Linked DNA regions of Mus musculus: regions 2, 3 and 4 are each linked to region 1. The links are chromatin contacts, called in public HiChIP or PLAC-seq and promoter capture Hi-C maps. All regions are on one chromosome and are shown on one strand. Each heading gives the region's core, a stretch centred on a gene start, on an enhancer-like site or on the middle of the called end of the contact. The rest is flanking DNA. Distances are from core to core; before and after follow the strand shown.

The links. Promoter capture Hi-C pulls out the DNA fragments that hold promoters and counts their contacts. HiChIP or PLAC-seq counts read pairs in DNA pulled down with a chosen protein or histone mark.
Region 2: a contact with region 1 is called in a promoter capture Hi-C map of neural stem cells. The contact joins the enhancer-like site here to the promoter of Gprc5a in region 1. A contact is called at or near these places in 8 of 39 promoter capture datasets (3T3-L1-derived adipocytes, the C10 cell line, frontonasal cranial neural crest and 4 more), 2 of 484 Hi-C or Micro-C datasets (CD8 T cells and bone marrow-derived macrophages), 8 of 115 datasets of contacts at active chromatin or transcription factors (bone marrow-derived macrophages, embryonic basal ganglia, embryonic fibroblasts and 4 more) and 2 of 9 other capture datasets (adipose tissue and macrophages).
Region 3: a contact with region 1 is called in an H3K27ac HiChIP or PLAC-seq map of the NIH/3T3 cell line, with 4 times the contacts expected there. The contact joins the enhancer-like site here to the promoter of Gprc5a in region 1. A contact is called at or near these places in 10 of 39 promoter capture datasets (3T3-L1-derived adipocytes, the C10 cell line, HPC-7-derived erythroid cells and 5 more), 1 of 15 datasets of contacts at CTCF or cohesin (large pre-B cells), 4 of 484 Hi-C or Micro-C datasets (CD8 T cells, bone marrow-derived macrophages, long-term hematopoietic stem cells and 1 more), 13 of 115 datasets of contacts at active chromatin or transcription factors (the NIH/3T3 cell line, bone marrow-derived macrophages, embryonic basal ganglia and 9 more) and 1 of 9 other capture datasets (liver).
Region 4: a FOXA1 HiChIP or PLAC-seq map of pancreatic cancer cells shows a contact between it and region 1. The contact joins the promoter of Emp1 here to the promoter of Gprc5a in region 1. A contact is called at or near these places in 2 of 39 promoter capture datasets (liver and neural stem cells), 2 of 15 datasets of contacts at CTCF or cohesin (the NIH/3T3 cell line and large pre-B cells), 1 of 484 Hi-C or Micro-C datasets (long-term hematopoietic stem cells), 14 of 115 datasets of contacts at active chromatin or transcription factors (the NIH/3T3 cell line, bone marrow-derived macrophages, double positive thymocytes and 10 more) and 2 of 9 other capture datasets (adipose tissue and liver).

Annotation. Positions count from the first base shown.
Region 1 is chr6:135,063,648-135,067,267 of GRCm38.p6, reverse strand. It overlaps Gprc5a (G protein-coupled receptor, family C, group 5, member A), which reads right to left and starts at 1,606. Exons shown (of 4, transcript NM_181444.5): 1 at 1,493-1,606.
Region 2 is chr6:135,408,278-135,411,897 of GRCm38.p6, reverse strand. No RefSeq gene overlaps it. Among named protein-coding and RNA genes, the nearest start is that of Emp1, 47 kb to the right of the region's middle. Within about 2 kb of position 1,562, at least 3 of the 459 cell types and tissues checked have an H3K27ac peak or open chromatin away from gene starts, as enhancers often do. A contact at or near this core is called in neural stem cells, where this site is marked.
Region 3 is chr6:135,384,249-135,387,868 of GRCm38.p6, reverse strand. No RefSeq gene overlaps it. Among named protein-coding and RNA genes, the nearest start is that of Emp1, 23 kb to the right of the region's middle. Within about 2 kb of position 1,963, at least 33 of the 459 cell types and tissues checked have an H3K27ac peak or open chromatin away from gene starts, as enhancers often do. A contact at or near this core is called in the NIH/3T3 cell line, where this site is marked.
Region 4 is chr6:135,361,087-135,364,706 of GRCm38.p6, reverse strand. Emp1 (epithelial membrane protein 1) reads right to left here and starts at 1,776. Exons shown (of 5, transcript NM_010128.4): 1 at 1,605-1,776.

The DNA.
Region 1 (3,620 bases), core at 357-2,856:
AGGCGCACATTTTTTTCAACCTGCTGCTTACGGATACTGTGCAACTACAGACAGGCAGGACCTACACACAGAAAAGACGCTTGCCTACGACTCCTCAGCATAAGGACCTGGCGGCAGGTGGCTGCTGGATAAATGACTGCAGAACCAGGAAACACAGGGCTGCCTGGAGCCAGGTAGAGACCTTTTCTTGGGAAGTCAGAGACAGCTGTGGCCATTCCCTTTGGGCCTGGGGGCCAGCCTCTCCATTCCCTCTTTGATCCTAAGGCACCTCCCAACCCTTCCTCCCCTCCCCTTCCTTCTCTCTATCAGTGATGGCCAGTACAAAAACCCCTAAGGGTGAAGTGTTGGCCTCACCCTCCCCTCCACCTTCCCAGGCCATTGTATCTGAAGTGGCTAAAGAATTCTCCTTCAGTAAAGAGCAAAGAAGAGACTGTTTCCAGAGAACCTTTCACCAGGCTTCAACAAAAGCCTCAGACACTTGCCTGGAGAAAAGGCAGGCAGGCACGGTGATGGTCCTTCAATTACCTGCTTCCAGGCAGGCTTTTGCCATTTGGGAGCCTTCTACCATGAGACCGATACCTGTTATCCCAACACTCTGCAAACTGAGGCAGAATGGTGGTTACAAGCTCGAGGCCAGCCTGAATGTCTAAAAAAAACAAACAAACAAAAAAAAACAACAACAACAAAACAACAACAAAAAAAAAAAACAACTGCTGTTTCCTGTCTTTCCATTCAATGTGATCTGCCAGCCTCCTCCTGCCTGTGTCTCTTCTCCTCCGGGAAGACAAGCTTTTCACCCCCTCTTGTTAAAGAGAGACAGGGTCTTAGAGACTGGGGCAACAGGAAAAGTAAGGGATGGGGTGGAGGAACAACACGCACATGAGAAGGGGGGGGGGGCGTTGAGGTGAGTCACTTCCTGACCTCCACGGCCTTCGCTCCTTTGGGAAGGAAGCGGCTGGCATCCTCTCCCTCTACCCCTCTATTCATTCACAGACCCTTGAAACTCAGATGGGAGTTGAAAGCATCATAGCCCATCTTCCACCCACCAGTGGCTACATAGAACCTGTGGGAGGGGCCTAGTACAGTTCAAGACGGACCTCTCTTTTAATATTGGTATTTTAAACTACTGTTTTGTATCTGGAGACAGAGACTTATATAGCCCAGGCTGACCAGGAACTCACAGTAGAGTCAAGGCTGGCCTTGAACTCTTGATTCTTCTGCATCTACCTCCCAGGTGCAGAATTACAGGCCTGTGCTACAGTTTCTAACTGTTTGCTGATTGGTCTTTCCCCTCTGTTTTAGCCCAGAGAACACATTCAGAGGTGAGAGAAGTTAAGGACATTCCTTTCTCGGTTTCATCTGTTTCTCCTAGCCAGCTGTAGTCCATCACGGGCTGTACTGTCTCAGTTCTCCTTCCCCAAGGCTCCCCACGCCCCACTCTCCGGATTTAAAACTGGGGCCCGGAGCGCGCTCCTGGGTAAACCCCTCTTACCTGGGCGCCGCGGCGCTCGGGGTGAAGCGAGAACTTGCGACTCACGCGTGAAAGGCGAGAGCGCTCAACCCCTGGCTACTGGGCAGGTCCTGGGACAAGGATCCCGCCTTGGCCGCGCAAAGCGGTTATAAAGGCTTCTGTCGCCGGAGGGAGGGAGAGGGTGAACCGAGGGACAAGGGGCGGGGGCGGGGCGGAGGGAGAGGACACGCCTAATCCAGTTCCGCGGCACTTCTCGCTGTTGTGAAAATAAAGTCACCGTGCCAGAGAATGAACTGAAAGCCTCCCTGACGTCAGAAGCACAGTCACTCATGAAATAGGTGGCGGGGTTGCGGGGGAAGCACCCTAGACTGCCAGGCGTAGCTCTCGACGAGTGTTCAGGTCGGTCCCAGAGCTCCCGCCCTTATGAAAAGAGCCACACGGTGAACCCAGCTACGGATGAGCGCTGCTGGCTGTCATCTCCTGGAGGGAACCACACCCATCCTCCCTGAGGGCACTATAGGGCCCCAAGGGCAAAGACTTAAGCCAGCAGCTCCAGGCAGCTCCTTTGTTACTTTCTGTGGGAGAAGTTGGTCTTTATTTCCCCTTGGCGGCACCTGTCTCTCCATCACCCACTCCTTCCTCCGGTGAGCAGGGAGAAGCCAAGTTTAAATGGGAAGAGACAGCCACTCACTCTCCTGTGGGTCCCCCAGTCGCGGCTAAAGAGTAAAGACCAAGGAAAAGTTGAGACGCTTCAGCAAGGCCCTTCTTGGAACTGTCGCATAGCCAAGTTAGCATGGCCTGACTGAGAGATCATATCGCCTTTCTTTTAACCACCTCTCCAAAAGTTTGACAAAGCAGTTGATAGGAACAGAGACGCCAGATAAAATTTTGAAATGAAGGAATTTGCCTTTGGTGTCTGATTCCTCCTGCTTAGGTAGGGGCCCGCAGCGCATCCATTATCAGGCCAGTCCGGCTGAAACCTGCCTGCTCCGTAGTCAAAAAGTCCTGGAATGTCAACGCACTGGACCAGGTTTACCCCGTTGGTTGCGTTGGTGGGCAGCGGGGGAACTAAGCTTTTTAGGTAGTAGGGAAGGCCTGGAGCAGGCCTTCTAAGTGCTTTAGTTCAGTTTTAATACAATTTTTCATGTATGGCGACCCCCAGCCATAAAATTATCTTTGTTATTACCTCATAACTGTAATTTTGCTTCTGTTATGAATCTTAATATACATATCTGTGCTTTTTACTGGGCTTAGGTGACCCCTGTGAAAAAGATGTTTAACCCCTACAAGGGGCTGAGACCCACTTTTCTCCACACCCTTAAATGCTTTTTAAAATGTAACAAACAATCTTGCCAGATGGTAGGGGCTCACAACTTTAATCCCAGCACTCCTAAGGGAGAGGCAAGCAGATCTCAGTGAATTGGAGGCCAGTCTGCTCTACACAGTGAGTTCCAGAACAATCAGGGATGCACAGAGAAACCCTGTCTCAAAAAAAGAAAAGAAAAGAATAAAATGTAACAAGCCAGGCCTGGCGCGGGGCACCTCTGTAACGCCAGCACTTGGGTGGTAGAAGCAGGTAGAAAAACACTTCAAGGCCAGTTTCTACTACATAGGAGTTTGAGGTCACCTGAAGGTGACTTGCTGCAAATGACAGTTCGAGTCAGCATTTGGGAGACTGAAACAGGAAGATGGCCACCGGCCTGAGCCACATAGGTGATATAGGGCAACGGGAAAGGGGGAGGGGGGGCTACTCTCAAGAGCCTGACTCAAAAAGGCAGAGGAGATGGGAAGGTGGCTCAGCCAATAAACTACGTGCTGCCTAACCTGATAACCAGAGTCCAATTCCCAAAATCGGCATGAAGGTCAACCAAGTCCAAGAAGAGAACCAAGACTGTAAAGTTGTCCTCTGACCTACACACAGGACCATGGTGAGTGCTACACACACACGCACATACACACACACACACACACACACACACACACACACACACCAATAGAAAGACTCTTCATGAGCTTATGCTGTGATGTATAAGGTACTGGTTCAAACACCAGAGCCAAAACAACCTAAATCTTTGGAGTCTATATTTCTATTGATCTCGTACCTAAGAAACCGCAGTCAATATTTAACTTGGCCATCTCCCTTGTGGCC
Region 2 (3,620 bases), core at 313-2,812, 340 kb before region 1:
ATTCAGAGCTACACAGCCCAGCGCTCACAGTGAGATTCTTTGGGTTGCAGTACCCACTGCTATTGGAAGATTCATGATGGCTGATGGGGGGCGGGGGGGGGATCAGTGGCAACTGGAAAAGCGGCCCGACTTATTACTTTTATGTAATTGGATTTATTAAAGCTGTTTAAAAGATTATTTTCAAATTAAGTTTTTAATTAGGTTTACCCAACTCCATCTCCTTATGATTTATCTATTTATATTTTAGGTGCATGACTGTTGAGCATGCATTTGTGCGTGTACACCATATGTGTACCTGGTGCCTGCAGAGTCAGAACCCTTGGAACTGGAGTTCAGGATGGTTGTCAGCTGCTGGATGGAAGTGCTGAGAACTGAACCTGGGTCCTCTGCAAGGGCAGCAAGTGCTGCTTTAACCCACTTTGCACCCCACCAGCCCCCTAAAATACTCTTCTATAAGAGTGAATATAAATGTACCTGAGCTAGGGTGGGGACATACACCACAAAGACCTGTCCCCCAGAGACCCACTTCCTCTATCAAGGTCCTTCTTTCTAAAAGTTCTATACCTTTTCGAAACAGTGCCACCAGGTGGTGACCAAGTGTATACACACACACACACACACACACACACACAACTAGCCAGCACAGCTACAGACCTGAACCACCCACTGTTTACTCGTTAACTAGCTATGTGTACAACTCTGGTAAGATAACCACTATCGATTTGCTATATTCCTGTCCTACTTGAATTGGGGTTTATCTAGTCGCAGGTCTCTACTGCACATATCTCTGTTGTAGCGTTGAATGAAAATCCTGCTAGGATTCAGGTATTCAGTCAGCGTGTTCACTGAATAGGCGGAAGGTCATCATAGCTGAGGGAAGAGCATCACCTTCCCTCTGGTCCTGAATTAACTTTATCGTCTGTGGCATCACCCCACCAAAGGCAGAGGCAGGTGGATCTCTGTGAGTTCGAGGCCAGTCTGACCTACAGAGAAAGTTCCAGGACAGCCAGGGCTACACCAAACCTAACCCCCACCCCCAAAAGAGACAGAATTCTAAAAGCTAGGTGTTATCTCTTGAGAACTCTGAATGAACCTCCAACTGGCCACAAGTGTGGCCCCACATGACTAGGTGTAGCTCTGGAGTCTGAGAAGGCGATGTTTCCCTCATAGGTACTGAGAACTGGATGCTGACATCACAGTAACGGTTCCGTGTAGACTGAATGGAAGCTCACAGTCCCTCCCTAGCTCGGGAACTGCTGTAGGGTTTGGCCCTCGCATGCAGGAAGGAACCTGTAAGTTACAGAAACTACCTCCTCTAGGGACAATTCTGTGCCGCTGGAACCAGAGCAGTCCCCAGTGCTGCTTTAGATGTCCCTGAATGTCCCCCCTGCTTCTCTCCCCTGGGGCATCTTTGACTACTGTGAATGGTGTTCCGATCAGACGCGTTTCCAAGTGACACACATTGGTCTGTGAAGAATTTTAACCACTCTCCCCTGCTTTTTGTTCATTCTCTTCTAAGCAGCCCTGTGCCAGGTGTCCTTTTGTGTATTTTACAGAGTGACAAGTGGTATGTTTTAGAGACCAAAGGAAGCGGGAGGATCAAGTCTAAGGGAGGCACATGCCATTCTGCCCGCTTTCTATAAAGGCTGCTTAGAAAGGGCTGAGTTCATCTTATAGGGTTGCCAAGAGACCCCACTGAGATAAGATCTGGCAATGGCGTCAGAATTATCAATCAATGTTTCTAACCCATCCCCCAGTCCTGCTGAAGGGTAGCCCAGGTTGAATAGATCTCACAGGCCACTCTAGGTGTAGCCTTGATTGAAGCCACTCACTGTGAGTGACCAGGCCACCAGCTCAGTCAGTACACATCAGTGCCTTGTCTGTGAAGCTGGACATACAATGGTCAAACCATATGATGGAAAGAAAAAATATTGGGAGCCTCCTCTCCAGACCTAGAAGTGTTTGTCTGGCTTGCTTCTGGGAGTCACTTCTCTGTTTCTTCTTCCCACCGTGTTCTACCAGCACCCAGTGTTCTGAGCACAGCTCCAGCTCCTAGTGCTGGGGCCACCAAGCCATTGCCATCCTGAGTCTCACAAGAAAATAAACACACAATTAAGATACATTGTTTATCACAAAGGGACACAATCTAAGATGGAAAATAAAGTAATGTAAGAGAACAGAAAGCTATGGGGCTGTTTTGAGCAGTTTAAGAGATGCCACCAAAGCTGCTCAGAGGAGAGGGCAATTGTCTCTGGCTGAAGAAACCTGGCAGAGCTTTTGGGGGACATCTGAAAGAGTTAGAAAAGAGGCTTAATATGAAAGATATTTGACAATAAATCTAGCTCTTAGTGAGTGATCAGATCTGGAAATTTCAAGAGAATGAAGAATGAAAGGCTCTTAAAAAGCAGTATTTTGAAACCACAGTCCATATATCCTTTGAGGGTAATGAAATCAATTAAATGATCACATTCAGTTTTTACTGAAATAAAATGAACTAAAATAAAATAGAGTTTATTGCCCACAGCAAGGGTGTGTCCATTTTCTTGTGGCCCTGACTGAATACCTTACTAGAAGTAACTGAAGCGGGAGGGGAGGGGTTTAGCTCACAGTTTAAGGGTACATGGTAGGAAGTCACAGAAGTAGGAGTGACTTTTGGCTCTGGCAGCAGAAACATGAGGCAGCTTTTCTACATCCAGGTAAAATGGAATCAAGAGAGTAGAAGAGGCAGGGTGGGAATATAAACCCCCAATATCCATCCCACAGAGCCCCATCTCCTCTAGCCAAATCCTACATCCCAAAGACAACCAAGTCCTACATCCTACAATCTTCTAAGACAGCACTACTGGAGAGACTGGGTGTTCTAAGACTATGGGTAACATTTCATACCCAAGCCACAGCAAAAGGTTAGTACTATGCTGCTTCATTTACTTATATGTATGTGTCCATATAAACATAACCAATCTATAACAGAAAAGCATATTTTCTTACAGTGGGTCATGGTTTTATGAGTTTTAAAGCATTTGGCTTGAAATGTTTAAATTTGTGTGAGGATGATGGCTTTGGTACTGTTGGTTCATAATAATAGTAGACATCAAAAAATGCCCATAATTTTTAAAATGACATTAAAATTAAGGTTTCTCCTAAAGATCTAGATAGACAGCTGGAAGAGTGAGAACACGTGAGGAAAATGCCAGGGCTGGATATATGAGTTTAGAACTCATTTTCAGACAAGTTCTATGTGAAACCTTACCGGAGGATGGATCATCCAGGAGAAAGTGTGGCGAGTGTAAGGAAATGTCAAAGGCAAAGCCTTGGGCTGTGGCAGCATTCAGAAGGAGGAAGAAAAAGTGAGGAAATATTAAAGAATGAAGGGTTTGAAGGACATGAGGGTGCTGGGAGGACAGAGCACTGGGACAGGGAACAGGACTCAAGCAATGCTGAAGGTTCTAGAAACCTGACAATGAAGACACAGACCAAGAGAACAGCACCTGACACAGAAAATTCCAGAAAACTGACAGTTCTCAAGAGATGTACTTGTGCAGAGTGGTGAAAATGCAAGCCAGGAAAATAAAATCACACACACACACACACACACACACACACACACACACACACACACA
Region 3 (3,620 bases), core at 714-3,213, 320 kb before region 1:
ATCTCAAGACCTATTGCAAAAGACTCAAAACAGGTACAATTTTGACTCACCTCAAAAACTGTAAAGATAAGAGCTGAGAGGGGTTGGTTCATATCCCAATACTCAGGAGGTGGAGGCAGGAGGATTAGGAGTCCAGCTTCAGCTATGTAGTGAGTTGGAAGCCATCCTGGGCTAAATGAGATACTGTCTCAGAAAAGTGTGTGTGTGTGTGTGTGTGTGTGTTTCAGAAGACAAAAACTAAAAATTTCAAGATTTCATAATGCTCAAAGCCTATAAATTATAATACTGAGGAGATGATGTCATTCAAACATGCTGAAATAATCTGAATTTAAGAGATCCATGTGTTAATACAAGGGAGGCAGCTAAGAAGTGCCAGCCTCAGAATACCCAAATTACACTATCAAACAGATGAAAGATGGGAGATACCTTGATCCAGACAGTGTCGCTCTGAGTGCCATGTCCTTCCATATTTAATGGAAAACTAAACACTACTTCCTTGCTATAATCAAGGCAGACTTTTCTGACAAGAGACCCATGTTCACTCTCCACCCTCCCTTTAGCAGACACAGGCAGCTTTTCCAAGACACAAGGGCTTGGAAGAGCAACAGAACAGTCTGGTATTTAAACTAAATCCTATCCCACTGAAAATACATTGCATTTCCAAAATAAATTACCAAAAAATCATTTCAGCCCAGACAGTAAGTGAAAAAAAAATTCTAGGAGAATTTTGAAACATAGTCTTGTTTATGTAACCCTTACTGGCCTGAATCTCAACTACTACAGGCCAGGCTGGCAAACTTGTGACTCCTGCCTCTCCTCTGCCTCTGTGTCCCTAGTGTTGGGACTGCAGGCATATACACACCTCCTGGCCTGTACCAACCCATTAAGTCATTAAGAATTCAACAGTCTGCATTTCCTCGCCATCTGCTTTGTCGCAGTTAGCTCTTATTACAGTAATGTCTCTGGCAGATCACTTTGTAGGTTCTCATAGCTACGATTCACTAAATGACTATCATATTCTGAAAAACACTGCACACCTGGAACCCCAATACTCAAAAGACTACTAACTGCATGTTGTAGTCTAGACTGGGCTACATAGGAAGGTCCTATCTCAAAGCAACAAAATGCACAGCTCACTGATGCTGAAGTGGGACAGAACCATGAAGAAGGACTGAGAACCAAGAAGGTATTCTACCTTCCCTGAGCTAACAGTGCCCCATACCCTCGAGCCTCCTTCCCCAAATCTCTAGCTAACTTTAATCTATGGATGAGATCTATTTCCAGTCTAAATTGGAAGCTAGAGGGAGAAAAGGATGCACATCTGATTTTTTTTCTATGTCCCCAGCAGGTGTGTACGGCAACCATGCTTAGCAGTTTACCAACACATGTCTTAACAGTCACATGTCTGGCCCACATCTGGGTCTCTCTATGCCTGTTAAAAAAAATAATGCCAGGTAGAAAACACCTCCCATGGGCTCCATGTCACCACCTGCTGTGTGCTGTGAGACATGTTCTCCTCTCAAATGTCAACCGATTCAACAAGTCACACCACTAACAAAAAGTTCCAGCAAGCCTCCTTCCTTCTACCTTACTCCCCACCACTGCCCACGTTCCCTCTGTGCTCCAGAATGGGGCTATTTCAAACTCAACTGCAACATTCCTGAGAGACATTTCGTCTGCCTGGTGGTATGTGCTGGCTTTTCCTTAGCAGACACAGAAAACTGCTTCTTGTGTTGCTGGAATACAGAGCCTTGCACACGCATGATTTAAACTCCCACAGGCCTACTTCCAAAGGCGCCTGAGAAATTGTCCTCTGTGCCTAAAAGCCAGAGGGGTTTTACAAAGGGACAATCAGGAGTAAATCCAAAGCAGAGTGACAGAGTTACCTATTAACCATGTGGCACCTGGGTTATCACCCCAGTGAATGACTTCCCTGTGCCTGTGGGCCTCATTCTGGAATGGCAAGAGAGATCTCAATGACTCACCTTTCTCCACATGCCTCACTTAGACCAAGGTCACCTGCATATTTACTTAATCACTTCAATTCAATTCAATTCTATCCAAGACGTTTAATTGCTCAAATATTTATTAACCGCCTTTATATGTGGAAATCTGACAACGTCCTGCCCTTTCTCAGAATGTAATCTCATTTTGCAAGATAACTCTCATGTCTTGCTATCTCACTTCTGCACAGAACTAAATGTCATCTGAAATCATGGAAACATCTGGTGTTTAAGCTTTCTTTAAATTATTTCTAAAACAGAAAGCCAGTGCACCTTGGCCTTGACTAGAAGATAACCCAGTGATGTCTAATTTTATGTGTCAACTTGGCTGGGCCAAAGTATCCAACTACATCACCGAATATTATTCTGGGTATCTCTAGGAATATGTTTTGGGATGAAAATGACTTTTAAACAGGTAAAGTTTAAGCAAAGCAGGTCGCCATCCATGGGGTGGGTGGGCCTCATCTGATCAACTGAGGAACTGGAGAAAGTCAGGTCTTCAGAGAAAATACTATAGGGAAGTCACTCTGGGGTGTGAATTGCTGTATGGAGTCTTGCATGAGTTTCTTGCTTGATAGCCCTCTTGCGGCCTCTCCGAAGACACCCTGATGACCAACTAGATTCTTGAAATGGAAGATGATATCTTTGCAGTTGAAGAACATGTTGGGTGGGTCTGGGTGTTCATTGGTGACTAAAGACTTTTGAGGAAGGGATGGGCAGTCAGAAGAGCGAACCAAGGGGTTGTATCATGGTAGGAGCTCTAAGTGAGGGAAGTAGACCTTTTATGAAGATGTCCTAAAGCAGTGGTTCTCAGCCTTCCTAACTCTGTGACCCTTCAGTACAGTTCTTTGTGTTGTGGTGACTCGCAATCACAAAATTATTGTGGTGCCACTTCATAACTATAATTTTGCAACTGTTACGAATCATAATGTAACTATCTGAGATGCAGGATATCTGATATGTGACCCTATGAAAGAGTTGTTCAACACCCCACAGGTTGAGAACTAATATCCTAAAAACAACGTAAGGCATCTTATGGGCAGCCAGGGGTGATGGGACACACCTCTAATCCTACCACTCAGAAGAGGCAGAGCTCGGGGGATTCTAAGTTTGAAGCTAGCCAGAGCTACACAATAAACTAACTCTCTCTCTCTCTCTCTCTCTCTCTCTCTCTCTCTCTCTCTCTCTCTCTCTCTCTCTCTCTCTCTCCCTCCCTCCCTCCCTCCCTCCCTCCCTCCCTCTCTCTCTCTCTCTCTCCCTCCCTCCCTCCCTCCCTCTCTCTCTCTCTCTCCCTCTCCCCCCCCTCTCTCTCTCACACACACACACAGAAGACGAGATAAACAAAAAGGATATCATATGGGCCTCTAAGAAGGCATTATAAAAATCAATGCCATTTGATCTGCTAATTTGAAATATGCAAAAACCGTGTGTGTGTGTGTGTGTGTGTTTGTGTATATAGTATGTATGTATGTATGTATGTATATATGTATGTATGTATGTATGTATGTATGTATGCATGTGTATAGTATGTGTGTGTACACTCATCCATTTAAGCATATGTGGAAAACAGGGGTTAAAATAGGATGATCTATTAGTTTTCACATTCTTTCTGAGACA
Region 4 (3,620 bases), core at 527-3,026, 300 kb before region 1:
AAGGGACAGTGGAGTTTGAGACAGCTCCATGGCTCATGGAGTTGGTGGCAGTTTACCCCTCCCTCTAGTGTTCCCTTTTTGCTGACTTGTTTAAGGTTGCCTAGTTTCAACCAGATCAGAATGACACACAATCACACATGTGATCTTCACAGGAAACTGTGGCTGTGGACCTAACGAAGACGGCTTCCCCAGTTCACAGTCATGCAATCTGGAAGTGATAAACATTGGAAGCAAACTCAGTCTTGAGAAATGGGTCCCAGGGCTTACTCATCACCCCCTCCTTGGGGAAAGGCTTTGCAGAGATTTCTGAAGGATCAATGGATACACACCCACCAATTACTTTTAAATTTTCTCTTCCAACCAGCGAGCTGCATTTCTAAAGAGAAAGGCGCCTCGCTCTTCATCAGGCAAGCTGAATCCTGTCACTCTCCTCTGGCTTGTTTACGAGAGGAGAAAAAAAAAACCCACATCTGTGTTGAAATGAACCACACCTCCACAGACATTCGACCAAAATGCTAAGCTAATAAAAACAAAAGCAAACACAGCCGAGTGCCTTTGTTCTTTTTGCACTTAGCACGTGGGTTTGTAGTTATATAATATTTTACACAAAAGAAATAAGGTAAATATTCCCATATGACCACTGCCACACTAGAAAATTCCATGTCCACTTAGAAAAAAAAATCCTTTAATAGATTCTGAAAGATCTTTTTTTTTTTCCTAAGTTGGCTCCAGAATGCAGAAGCCTGGGTGGAAGCACAGAGCCATTCAGCAACCTTACAGGAATCCCCGAAGGCCCCCAGCCCCACCCTCTCCCCTCTGCCTCCTTCCTCCACCTCCACATCTGGCTAAGGATTCTGGAACCCACACATTCCACCAAATCAACCCCTCCCAAGGTTTATTTGAAACACCCTTTGCCTCTGTTTCCCTAACGGTTTTTCTTTAAACAAACCAATCCCCTCTTCCCTTCCTGTGAGAAGGGGGTGGAGGAAAACAAGAGAAAGAACGAAATACTTAAACAGACATCAACAGACAAGAGGGGGACAGACAGTAAATGCAATCGCAAAAATTAACTGAAACTCAGATATTTATCCACCGTCACCTAAAAGCGTAAAAGAGAAACAACAATAACCAACCCACAAAGCAGAACAAACTTTCTCCCCAGAGACTGCCTTTAACCTGCCTTCGCAGAGAGAAAAGAAAAGCCGGAGCGTTTTGGTAACATAGCATCCTTCTAGATTTCAGCTCAAAGTAATCTGAATGAAAACAGAAGATTTGGAAACATCTTCCAACCCTGCTAATTCATTTCGAAGGCACATAGAGTTCCTTCCATAAAGAATATTGCACTCAAGTTTGTTCCAAAGTCCCTTCTCGTTCCGTCCGTCTCCTCGGAGCAAGGATCCACATACCAGCAAGAGAATGTGGCCCCCACTGATATCCCAGATTCCTCCACTACTACGTTAAGCTAGAAGTCTCAAGGACTCCGTTCTTTGTGAGCCATAGAGGGATAGCAGAGGCAAGAAGAGAGGGGAGGGCTTCAAGGAGCCTAAGAGAGGAAAGAAAGGAGCGGGCTCTGCAGAGTTTCTCCAGTGTGGGGACAATCTTACCTGGAGTATCCAGTGAGAGAGGCAGATGCCCTGGGTGGTAGAGCAGGCTGCTGGTCTGGTCCTCTCTTCAGGAGATTTGCAACCACAGTGAGGGGAGGGACCTGACTCCCGAGGTTATAAGTTTCCTGGGCTGATGTGCTGGGGTGTGTGATGGGCGGTTTCTTTTCCCCGTGTTTTAAAGGAGTTTCTATGAATCAGTCTGGATTTAAAAAAAAAAAAACTTGGTGAGCTACGCCCTGCTAAGTTGGCAGCCGGTCAGATGTGGCTGGGAGTGAGCCATCAATTCAAAGAACCCTGTTGTAGCTCCCTCTGACTCAGACACACAGACCACAGTGGAAAAAGGAGTGACATTGCTTCAAATGAGTAAGAGGAGTCACACAAATAGATCTGTTTACCGAAGCCCAGTTCTACTACCCAGAAGGAGCCTCGGTTGTCAAGGACGTAGGGCAAAACACAGGTTAGGGTCAGGAGGAGGGGAGAGCTGGTAGATGCAGTTCCACGTTAATTAAAGTCCCGGCTAATCATCAAACAGGATTCCCCCGTTCTTCCTCCCCCACTGCACATAGCAGCAGCTGCTCATCACCAGGAATTATCAGACTCATTTCTCGTTGGCTTCCCTGCCTGACCCTTGTGCCCCTGACCTGTAGGCGGCAGTGGGATGAGACCCATGGAGTAGAAAGGCACCCAGCAAGCTCCAAATGTTGAGGCACTGATTGACAGCACATAATCCTGGGCCTTTAGTTAAACTCTCACCCCTATGGATTGTAGGCATTGCAGGAGGAAGTCTTCGAATTAAGGACTTTGCACTCTGATCTTCATGTGATAATCATTGGACCTTGCTCCACAGTTGGCTTTTGTGAAGACAGCCAGGGACCCAATCACAGCTTCTTCCCTGAACCACTCACTCCCCACTTAGTCTCAGAGTTGGGGGGGGGGTGCTACAGAGTTGTCCAATCCCGCAGCCCTGGTCACCTCCCTAAAGAGGTTCAGGTCCTCACTGCCTACATTTAACCCCAGCTCTCCTTAGCTGCAATGTGACTTTGGGCAAGCGCCCTCTCTTTCTGCCTTCTTGTATATAATGGGGATGGTAGGCACCTAGCTCACACAGATGGCAAGAATTACATGTATCAAACAGGTTTGGTGGGTCGTGCCTGCGATCTCAACATTTGAAAAGCTGAGGCAGGAGGATTGCTCTTAGTCCAGGGTCATCTTGGGCTACATGGTGAGTTCCAAGTCAGCGTGGGCTACTGAGTGAGACACTATTGAGAGAGAGAGAGAGAGAGAGAGAGAGAGAGAGAGAGAGAGAGAGAGAGAGAGTTGGTAGGTAGTTGAAGGGATAGCATAAGTTCAAGGAGAACTAGAAGCTATCCTGGGGTACATAAGTGATAGATGGATAGATAATAGAGATAGATAGATAGATAGGTAGATAGATAGATAGATAGATAGATAGATAGATAGATTATAGATTGATGATAGATGATAATAGATGATTGATAGATGATAGATAATAGATAGATACAATAGATTATAGGTAGATGATAGAGAGATAGATGATAGATAAATGATAGATAGATAGATAGATAGATAGATAGATAGAGAGAGAGAGAGAGAGAGAGAGAGAGATAGATAGATAGATAGATAGATAGATAGATAGATAGATAGATAGATAGATAGTAATGACTAACAAGAGCCTGTAAGGTTGTGGCCAATAGTCATTCGATATTAGCTGCAGTGATATTTCCCTGAGGACATTGTTAAATCGGACAAGAGACCTCTCAGAGAAGATACAGAGAGTCGCTGCGGCTGCCAAACCCCAGCAACTGGGGTTGCTGTTCTCTTCCAGGCCAGTGCAGGCCTCGTGATATTATTTAGTCATTGATCAGAACCCTATTTACTGTACAGCAACCTTCTCTGGGCCCTGCTAAAACTGGGTCAGAGTAGACTGGACCTCACCCTCTAGGAATTTAAATTCCACAGAAAGACAGAAAGGGGTGGGAGGCTCGAAGTCCAACGGAG